2 separate regions of the Gossypium hirsutum genome follow, and region 2 is linked to region 1. Evidence: chromatin contacts called from public Hi-C data. All regions are on one chromosome and are shown on one strand. The core of a region is the stretch at or near the end of the contact, and the rest is flanking DNA. Distances in the headings are between cores, read along the strand shown.

The links. Hi-C and Micro-C count contacts between places; a contact is called where the count stands out from the background.
Region 2: a contact with region 1 is called in a Hi-C map of leaf, with 2.7 times the contacts expected there. The contact joins the promoter of LOC107948045 here to the promoter of LOC107948552 in region 1. A contact is called at or near these places in 8 of 34 Hi-C or Micro-C datasets (callus, hypocotyl, leaf and 1 more).

Annotation. Positions count from the first base shown.
Region 1 is chrA07:85,042,767-85,046,944 of Gossypium_hirsutum_v2.1, forward strand. It overlaps LOC107948552 (2-oxoglutarate-dependent dioxygenase DAO), which reads left to right and starts at 2,302. Exons shown (of 3, transcript XM_016883139.2): 1 at 2,302-3,038; 2 at 3,174-3,489; 3 at 3,566-3,910. The coding sequence starts at 2,704. The coding sequence ends at 3,808. It overlaps LOC107948551 (probable U3 small nucleolar RNA-associated protein 7), which reads left to right. Exons shown (of 7, transcript XM_016883138.2): 7 at 1-1,023. The coding sequence ends at 685.
Region 2 is chrA07:85,583,482-85,587,551 of Gossypium_hirsutum_v2.1, forward strand. It overlaps LOC107948045 (60S ribosomal protein L27-3), which reads left to right and starts at 1,529. Exons shown (of 1, transcript XM_016882524.2): 1 at 1,529-2,251. The coding sequence starts at 1,678. The coding sequence ends at 2,085.

The DNA of each region.
Region 1 (4,178 bases), core at 1,052-3,551:
CTTGAGGAAGTTTGAGGTTATTCAAACAATGCCAGGTCATGCAAAGACCTTGAATTTCAGTCAGAAAGGCTTGCTTGCTGCCGGAACTGGATCATTTATAAAAATTTTAGCTGATTTTTCTGGATCTCAGAATTATAATAGTTATATGACTCATTCTATGGCTAAAGGTTACCAGGTAGGGAAAGTTTTGTTTCGACCGTATGAAGATGTTTTGGGGATAGGACACTCCATGGGTTGGTCTAGTATTCTTATTCCAGGATCCGGGGAACCCAACTTTGATTCTTGGGTGGCAAACCCATTCGAAACATCTAAACAGAGGCGAGAGAAGGAAGTGCACTCTCTGCTCGACAAGCTTCCACCCGAAACAATAATGTTGGACCCAACCAAGGTTGGTACAGTGAGAGCACCACAAAAGAAAGAGAAGCCAACGAAGAAGGAGATAGAAGCTGAAATGGAAGCTGCCATTGAAACTGCAAAGGATACCGACTTTAAAAAGAAAACAAAGGGAAGGAACAAGCCGAGTAAGAGAGCAAAGAAGAGACAAGAGATGATTGAAAGAGCCAAGAAACCGTTCTTGGAACAGCAAATACAGGAACATGAAAGGTCTAGAAAGAAGCAGAAAACCAATCCGGAAACTGAAATGCCGAAAAGTTTACAGCGGTTTGTTCGTCAGAAAGCAGCTTAATTATCTTTGATACGATTGCATTAGCCTTTCTAGAAGATCAACCTGTTTTCGTCTTTCCCACAATTTTTTGCTCATCTGACCTAAAGAAGAATTGAAGCCAGGTAGAGGTAGGCACCATTGAAGTGTATTCTCACTGTTCTATACATACAGAAAAGGAAGCTAGAATTTGCTTAATTTTGTTGTGTTTAGCATGGAACTTGTATCTTGTAGAATGAATGCCAGAAAACTGGTTTTTAAATCTCGTGTTGAGAATTGGCTTTGGGTATTTGTTCGTACTTTTTTCATGGTATTTTGTGTTGAGATTGTATTTATATCATTCTAGCGGTGGATTTGAGTTATGTTTCAGTATTATAGTTTGAAATAGAGTTTGGGTGGTTCAATATTAACGTCTCCCGAGTGCTTCGAGGTTAGGGCACTCTTTTTAGAACAACACCGGACTGATCGGGCTATAATTTGGAGTAAGGGTTGAACAGAATGATGATTTATGAAGGGTATGAACAGATTATTGGTTAAATTAGTGGTTAAATCGATGATTATTTTTTTATAAATTATTTAATTAAATTAGAAAATTTGATTAGATTAGAAATGGATAGTTTGATTAATTTGATCACCTATTAGTATGAATTGCTAGATTTTTTATAATAAATGTTGTATGCTGTCTATTGAGTCTTAGGATAGTTAAAAAGTGTTGTGAAAAAATAATTTTAAAAATTACTCTTGAAAAATAAAATGTTTATTTTAGACATGGTGATAATAATGTAACAAATATGTATTTTTAGTTAATATTATGATAGTTTAGTAAGAATATAAAAATAATTTTTTAATATTTTAATATATAAAATATAAATTTTAAATATTTTTTAAACAATTAATACTAATTTTTTATAAAATTTAATTTGAATATATAAATTATATTTTAACATTTAAAATATAATCAATAAAAATTTAAATATATAATATTATATATTTAAAATAAATTTCAATAGTAAGGTAATTATATATATAAATATTATATAAAATATTTTATAATAGTTAAAATTATCTTTTATTTTTAAAAATACTTTTGCCAAAAGCAAAAGTTAAAAAAAATTCAAAAGTATTTTTCAAAAACACTTTCGATGTTGGAAGTTATCTGTTTAATATTGTTTTGACAAAAACACTTTTGACCCCTAAACACTTTTGAGAAGTAATGTTAAACTAAAAGTCAGTTTAGCATTATTAGAAGCATATTTGGAACAAAAAAACACTTTTAAGTAAAAAGACAAAAAAAAATTCTTTGAAAAAATATTTTTTGACAAAAAATTTTAGCTTTTATTTAAAAGTGTTTTTTTAGTACTTTTAAAAAATATTACTAAATAGTTTTAAGCTTTAATTTAGTTGACATCAACATTATTACTTAAGTAAAAGGACTTGAGTTCAAGTGTATTAAAATATATTATTCTTCTACTTAAAATTTAGAATGAATTATTAGTAATTTTAAATATTATATTAAAAAAATTATAAGTTGAATTTGATTTCTTAAAAAGAACAGTTTGCTGGCTGGCACTTAATTGGATGTTTGAATTTTTTTTTTCTTTCTTATATACCGATAAACACGGCTTTTGTTGAAACATAACTCTTATCTTTGAGTTGCGTATTGGTTTGGCAAAATATCTTACCAGAAAATGGAAACGTGAAAAACATGATTGGGTTTTGGATCATGCACTTACACCCATTATTATTATTATTATTTTCTTTCTTCTTTTTGGACTCATCTCCATCTTTGTATACCATTGCCAATTTGCCATTGCTTTCAATCCAAACACAATGTCGTGGATTTCCTTGTTTTTTCTTGGTAAATTGCCTCACTTTGTCGGAAGAAGAAGCTAAAAGCTGTCCCGTTGCTGCTAGCTCAATCCCCCACTTTCAGCATTAACCAAGGCTCAACAATACTTAATAACCCTTATAATATATAAAAGCTATTATCAGTTCCCATATGAAGAATTGAAATAAGCAGAGGAAAGTGAGTGAAAAAAAAAATGGATAAAACCCAGAGTATTCCAACCATTGATCTTTCAGATTTTCCAGCACAGTATGAGAAACTAAGGCGATCATCTGAAGAATGGGGTTGTTTCAGGGTAGTCAACCACAACATCCCTTTTGAATTGATGCAGGAAATGAAGAAAGTTGTGAGATCATTGCTTGACCTCCCCATCCAAATCAAGCAAAACAACGTCGATGTCATTGCCGGCAGTGGTTATTGGGCTCCCAGTCCTAAAAACCCTCTTTATGAAGCATTGGGTCTCTATGATATGGCCTCCTCCCAGGCTATTCATACCTTCTGCTCTCAGTTGGATGCCTCTCCTTCACAAAGGTCTGCCCCCCCCCTCCTTTTGATTTTGTCTACATGGGATTGTTCTTGTTCGATTTTAGATTTTGAATACCCAATTTGAAGTTCATATGATTCGACATGTTCAAATGAAATTCGGTTTGATTTATATTGACCCAGAGACGCAGTAGAGAAGTATGCTAAAGCAATACATGAGGTAATCATGGATATAGGTGGAAAAATAGCAGAGAGTATGGGATTGAAGGGTGATTACTGCAAGGAATGGCCTTGCCAATTTAGGATAAATAAGTACCATTTCACCCCTCAATCTGTAGGCTCGGCTGGGGTCCAATTACACACTGATTCTGGCTTCTTAACAATACTTCAAGACGATGAGAATGTTGGTGGACTTGAAGTGATGGACAAATCTGGTGAATTTGTAGCTGTTGATCCCTTGCCTGGCAGCCTCCTTGTCAATCTTGGGGATATGGCCACGGTGAGCTAATCATCCCTTTCTTTAGATGTGGCAGTTCGTGTATTCTCGTGTCGTAATCTTGTTGATTCTGATTCAGGTATGGAGCAATGGAAGGTTACACACGGTGAAGCACAGAGTGCAATGCAAGGAGGCGAAAACTAGAGTGTCGATCGCCACGTTCCTCTTGGGACCGGAAGAGGAAGCGGTGGATCCGCCACCGGAACTGGTGGATTCGGACCACCCGCGACTTTACAACTCGTTCACGTACGAGGAGTACAGGAAGCTGCGGCTGTCGACGAAATTGCAAGCTGGTGAGGCTCTTGCACTTGTACGTACCTGATCTTAAAGAAAGATTGTGTAAAGCATATTGCAATGTAATGAAAGTCCTCCCCTTCTACCCTTTGTTTGATGAATAAAGCATGAATTTGAATTTCCCTAGAAATGAAGTAAAAAGTAAAAATAGTCCATACTCATTTCCAACATATAATGACTGTATATTCCATTGCAAAACGGGTTGCCTGAACCTCCGGATTTGCATTTTTGCGGAGAAATTGGACCTAAAATTCAGATTGGCCTTAAAATCTCTAAGATGTGGCAAGAGGTAAATGTATCATGACTTTGTATTTTGCTCCTTCTGATAAAAAAAAAAGACTGACGCGACTAATTGAATAATCAGATAGTGACTTGTGGTATGTTATGTATACCTTATG
Region 2 (4,070 bases), core at 279-2,778, 540 kb after region 1:
AGCCCCGAGTCAGATTTTCTGTCCAAGCCTGGCCTGACTCGATTTTTCAATAAAAAAAACCTGAAATTTTTCCATGTTTTGTTGTTGTTTTGCGACTTTTTTGTCACTATTTTGCTACCATTTCATTATTATATTGCTACTATTTTGTTGTTAATGTTTGAATATTATATAACACTTGTTTTATTGTTAATTTTGCGGCTATTTTAGATACATTTTCTTGTTAAGTTGAACTTATCTTAGTGTTATTTAAGTATAAAGATTTTTTTAAAAATTTATTTTCAATTTATCGTGAAATATTTATTTTTAATGTTTTTAGTCTATTTAGTGTATTTTATTTTTTTTTAAAATTATATAAAAAATAAAATTTAAAAAATTTAATACGGATTGAATCTAAATTTTAAAATTTTTATTTAAATTGGACTTAAACAAAAACTTAGTCCCACAAAATTATAGTTGTATGATATACCATACAAATTAAATGATCTTTCAAAATTGCGGGGAACTTATAGTATTCACAAAACTAATTTTGGATATTATCATATCATATGTATGTAAGTCGCATAAAGTTTTATGTCGTAAATTACACCATATGGTTAAGTTTGTTGTTTAATAGCTTTAATTGTGTCTTATAATCTAATTATTTCATATAACTATAATATTTACAAATTTAATAACATTTTTTTACAAATGGAAAAAAAATCACACATAACATATTCATATTATATGTTTGACTAAATCCTTGTATTAATTTTTAATCATAACTTATATTCTTTCAAAAAAAATTCACTAACTTATATATAAAATATTTATGAAGTAATTGAAATTTTAAATTAACTTATTTCGCAAGTTATAATCTGACATGGCATTAATAATTAAAATTCAAATAAATTATGTTCTAAACTAGTGCTTATATGCATACTTAGTGATAATAATGATTATACTAAAAATTATGATTATATTAAAAATTGATACAATTTAAACTAAAATCAATGAGTTAGACTACTTGAACTAAAACCTATAAAAAACAACCGTACATTATAACTCGAGATCCATGCACATATTTAAGTTTCGTATTTTGGATAAAATCATGTAGCTTGTGCAACTTTCACCTTCATTGTAGTTTTCATTTTATTTTAATAAATAATCTTGAACTTATACTATTTTGAGTATCGTTTTCATACTATTCAAATAAAAAAATCCTATAAAAACACATGAACGAATCATATCATAAAACACAAATTACTAATATATAAATATTTAAAGTAAACTAAATTGAAAGTTACTAAATTATTAATAAATTTACGTTTTGATCACTTAACTTCAAAAAATTATAAAATAGTCATTAAATTATTTAAAAATTTTAATTTAAAAATCGATGTTATATAACCTTCTTTTATATTTATTTGCATACAAAATGCATGCGAAATTATTGGACCTAAATAGACCCATCACTCTGACCGGAAAATTAAGGCCCCAAAATCTAATCCAAATAAAATAAACCTATGATTCTTAGTATAGCTAGGGAGTTCATAAATGTAAGCCCAGCCCACCAAGATTCCGAAACCTATAGGGTTTCACTCAACTCGCAGTATATATTACCTCATTTCCCTTTTTCCTTGTTTCTTTACTTAGGGTTTTTGGGAGAAGAGAATCAGAGCCGCAGCTGCCGCCGTCGCCATGGTGAAGTTTCTTAAACCAAACAAGGCAGTTATCGTCCTCCAGGGCCGATACGCTGGCCGCAAAGCCGTCATTGTCAGATCTTTCGACGATGGCACACGTGACCGCGCCTATGGCCATTGTTTGGTTGCAGGGATAAAGAAGTATCCAAGCAAGGTTATCCGCAAGGACTCCGCGAAGAAAACCGCCAAGAAGTCACGCGTCAAGTGCTTCATCAAGCTCGTCAATTACCAGCACCTGATGCCCACGCGCTACACCCTCGATGTGGACTTGAAAGACGTGGTTACCGTCGATGCTCTCCAGACCAAGGACAAGAAAGTGGCCGCTTGTAAGGCAACTAAGGAGAGGTTTGAAGAGAGGTTCAAGACTGGGAAAAACAGGTGGTTCTTTACTAAGCTCAGGTTTTAAGTGTTTTATTGGAACATGTTTTATGCTTATGTAGTTTTATCGAACAATTTTGAATTTAATGACGGGTTTTGAATCTGTTTGGATAAGATATTTCTGGGTTATTATTTTTGTTATATTATGGAACGTGATTTGCTCATTTCTATAAGAAATTTAAGCTTTTGAACTATTTTTTGTCCTTTATGATTTATCATTTTGTCTTAACGTAGATCTGTAGGTCAATGGAGGTTGAGAATTGAATCTTTTAATGTTTGAACCTATTATAATGTCATCACTGTCACTGATTTATTTTTGGATTTTTGAATGTTTTAGCTAACCCAAGAAATGGGTATGCTTTACTGCATTTTGAATATGCTTGGATGTGGCTTTTCATGGTTATCGCTGTTTCTGTAAATCTGCATTGATCGGGAGATTAAGCTTTTAGTTTAGGGTTTATCCATTATACAAACTATTTGATTCTTAGTTGAAGTGAGCAACATGTTCTTGTGTTTGGTTATCGGAAGCTTGAGGTAGCGGAGTGGGGCTTATTGAAATTGGAATCATAATCCATATGGGAGGGCTTGATGTGCAAATCCAGTGGACAGAGGTTGTTTGTTACCTATAGTTTACTCGTATAACGAGCGTTGCAGTGAACATTATGCACTCGTTACACAACCACCACTTAGAGGAAAGTTCATGAAAGTCAAGCAAATAGTAGGCAATATTCTAAAAAGCAGTGTTTTACATTTCTAGTTTTCAAAATCTGACCTACTTGGATTTTGTTACCCTGCATTGTTCCTTTGGGTTTAAAGTAGTGTTCATTTTTGTTATACCACCTCCGGAAATGGCTCCACATGTCACCCCTTGAACACAATGCCGCTTATGGACTACCTTCGTCAAGAGTACTTGGCCTCACGCTCCTTGATTGCTAAGCTGCCTTAGAATGTCTCATTTTCGATCCACGTGGTCATGTTGCACCCTGTATAAAGGGGCAACAAGATGTGACCTTGTCATCAGTAAAACTTTGAACATGACATCTCCTGTATCTTTTGTATGTAAGTCCTCTCATTCTTTTAACAAGGGGCCATTCCATTCCAATATATCCTCTACCTTTCAACTTGCTCTCCTTCCCTATAACATTTGCAACTGTCCTGCTACCGTCGATGGTTCTGTGCCTTTTAAGGGGGTGAACAAGCCACCTTTCCTACCAGTTAGTCGGTTTCCACCATTATCAATTTTGTGTTTTATGTTGTACATTTGATTCATCTTTTTTGGACTAGACGGCAATTATTTAATTTTACACGTTATATAGGTTTGGATTAGCAATGATTTGCCTAGGGCTTCACATCTATTTGTAGTTACATTATAAAAATTATAAATAAAGGGAGAAATGATACTTTTCTGCCATCTCACGCCAATTATAACTTTTTTATTAAGTTTCTGAAGTTGATACTAATTCCTTTTTCAATGTATAACTGCAATGTCAAAACTAGATTTCTAATAATAAATTTGTTTCAAATGCCAAATCGACCGCTCATTTTAGATTGTAGTCGTTTTTAATGTTTCTTTTATAATTCTTTTTAGATCTTATAATTTTAAAAAGTTTGATTTTGTATAAGTTGTAGATTTTAGTTCTGAATAAATGATAATAATTAAATTTGTTTAGTTAAATCTTGCTATTAATCTTATATATATAACACAGAACTTAATGAATTTAATAGTTATCAAAGATTAAAATCTTAAAACCCTAAAAGTATAGAGATTAAAAATGATAAATCTATAATTTATACATAGTACATAGGTTACTAATAAAATTTAACCTTTTTAAAAACTACAAAAGTCCACCTAAAATTAACCTGAATAAATTAATGTAATAACTATTGTTTCTCTTCTTTTTTTAGTTTTTAATTTTATTACGCTGTAAAATTTCTATAGTTTTAAATTTTTATAATTTAAAAAACTATGTGGGAAATGAATTTGGACAATAATACCAATATTTTTATGAACTT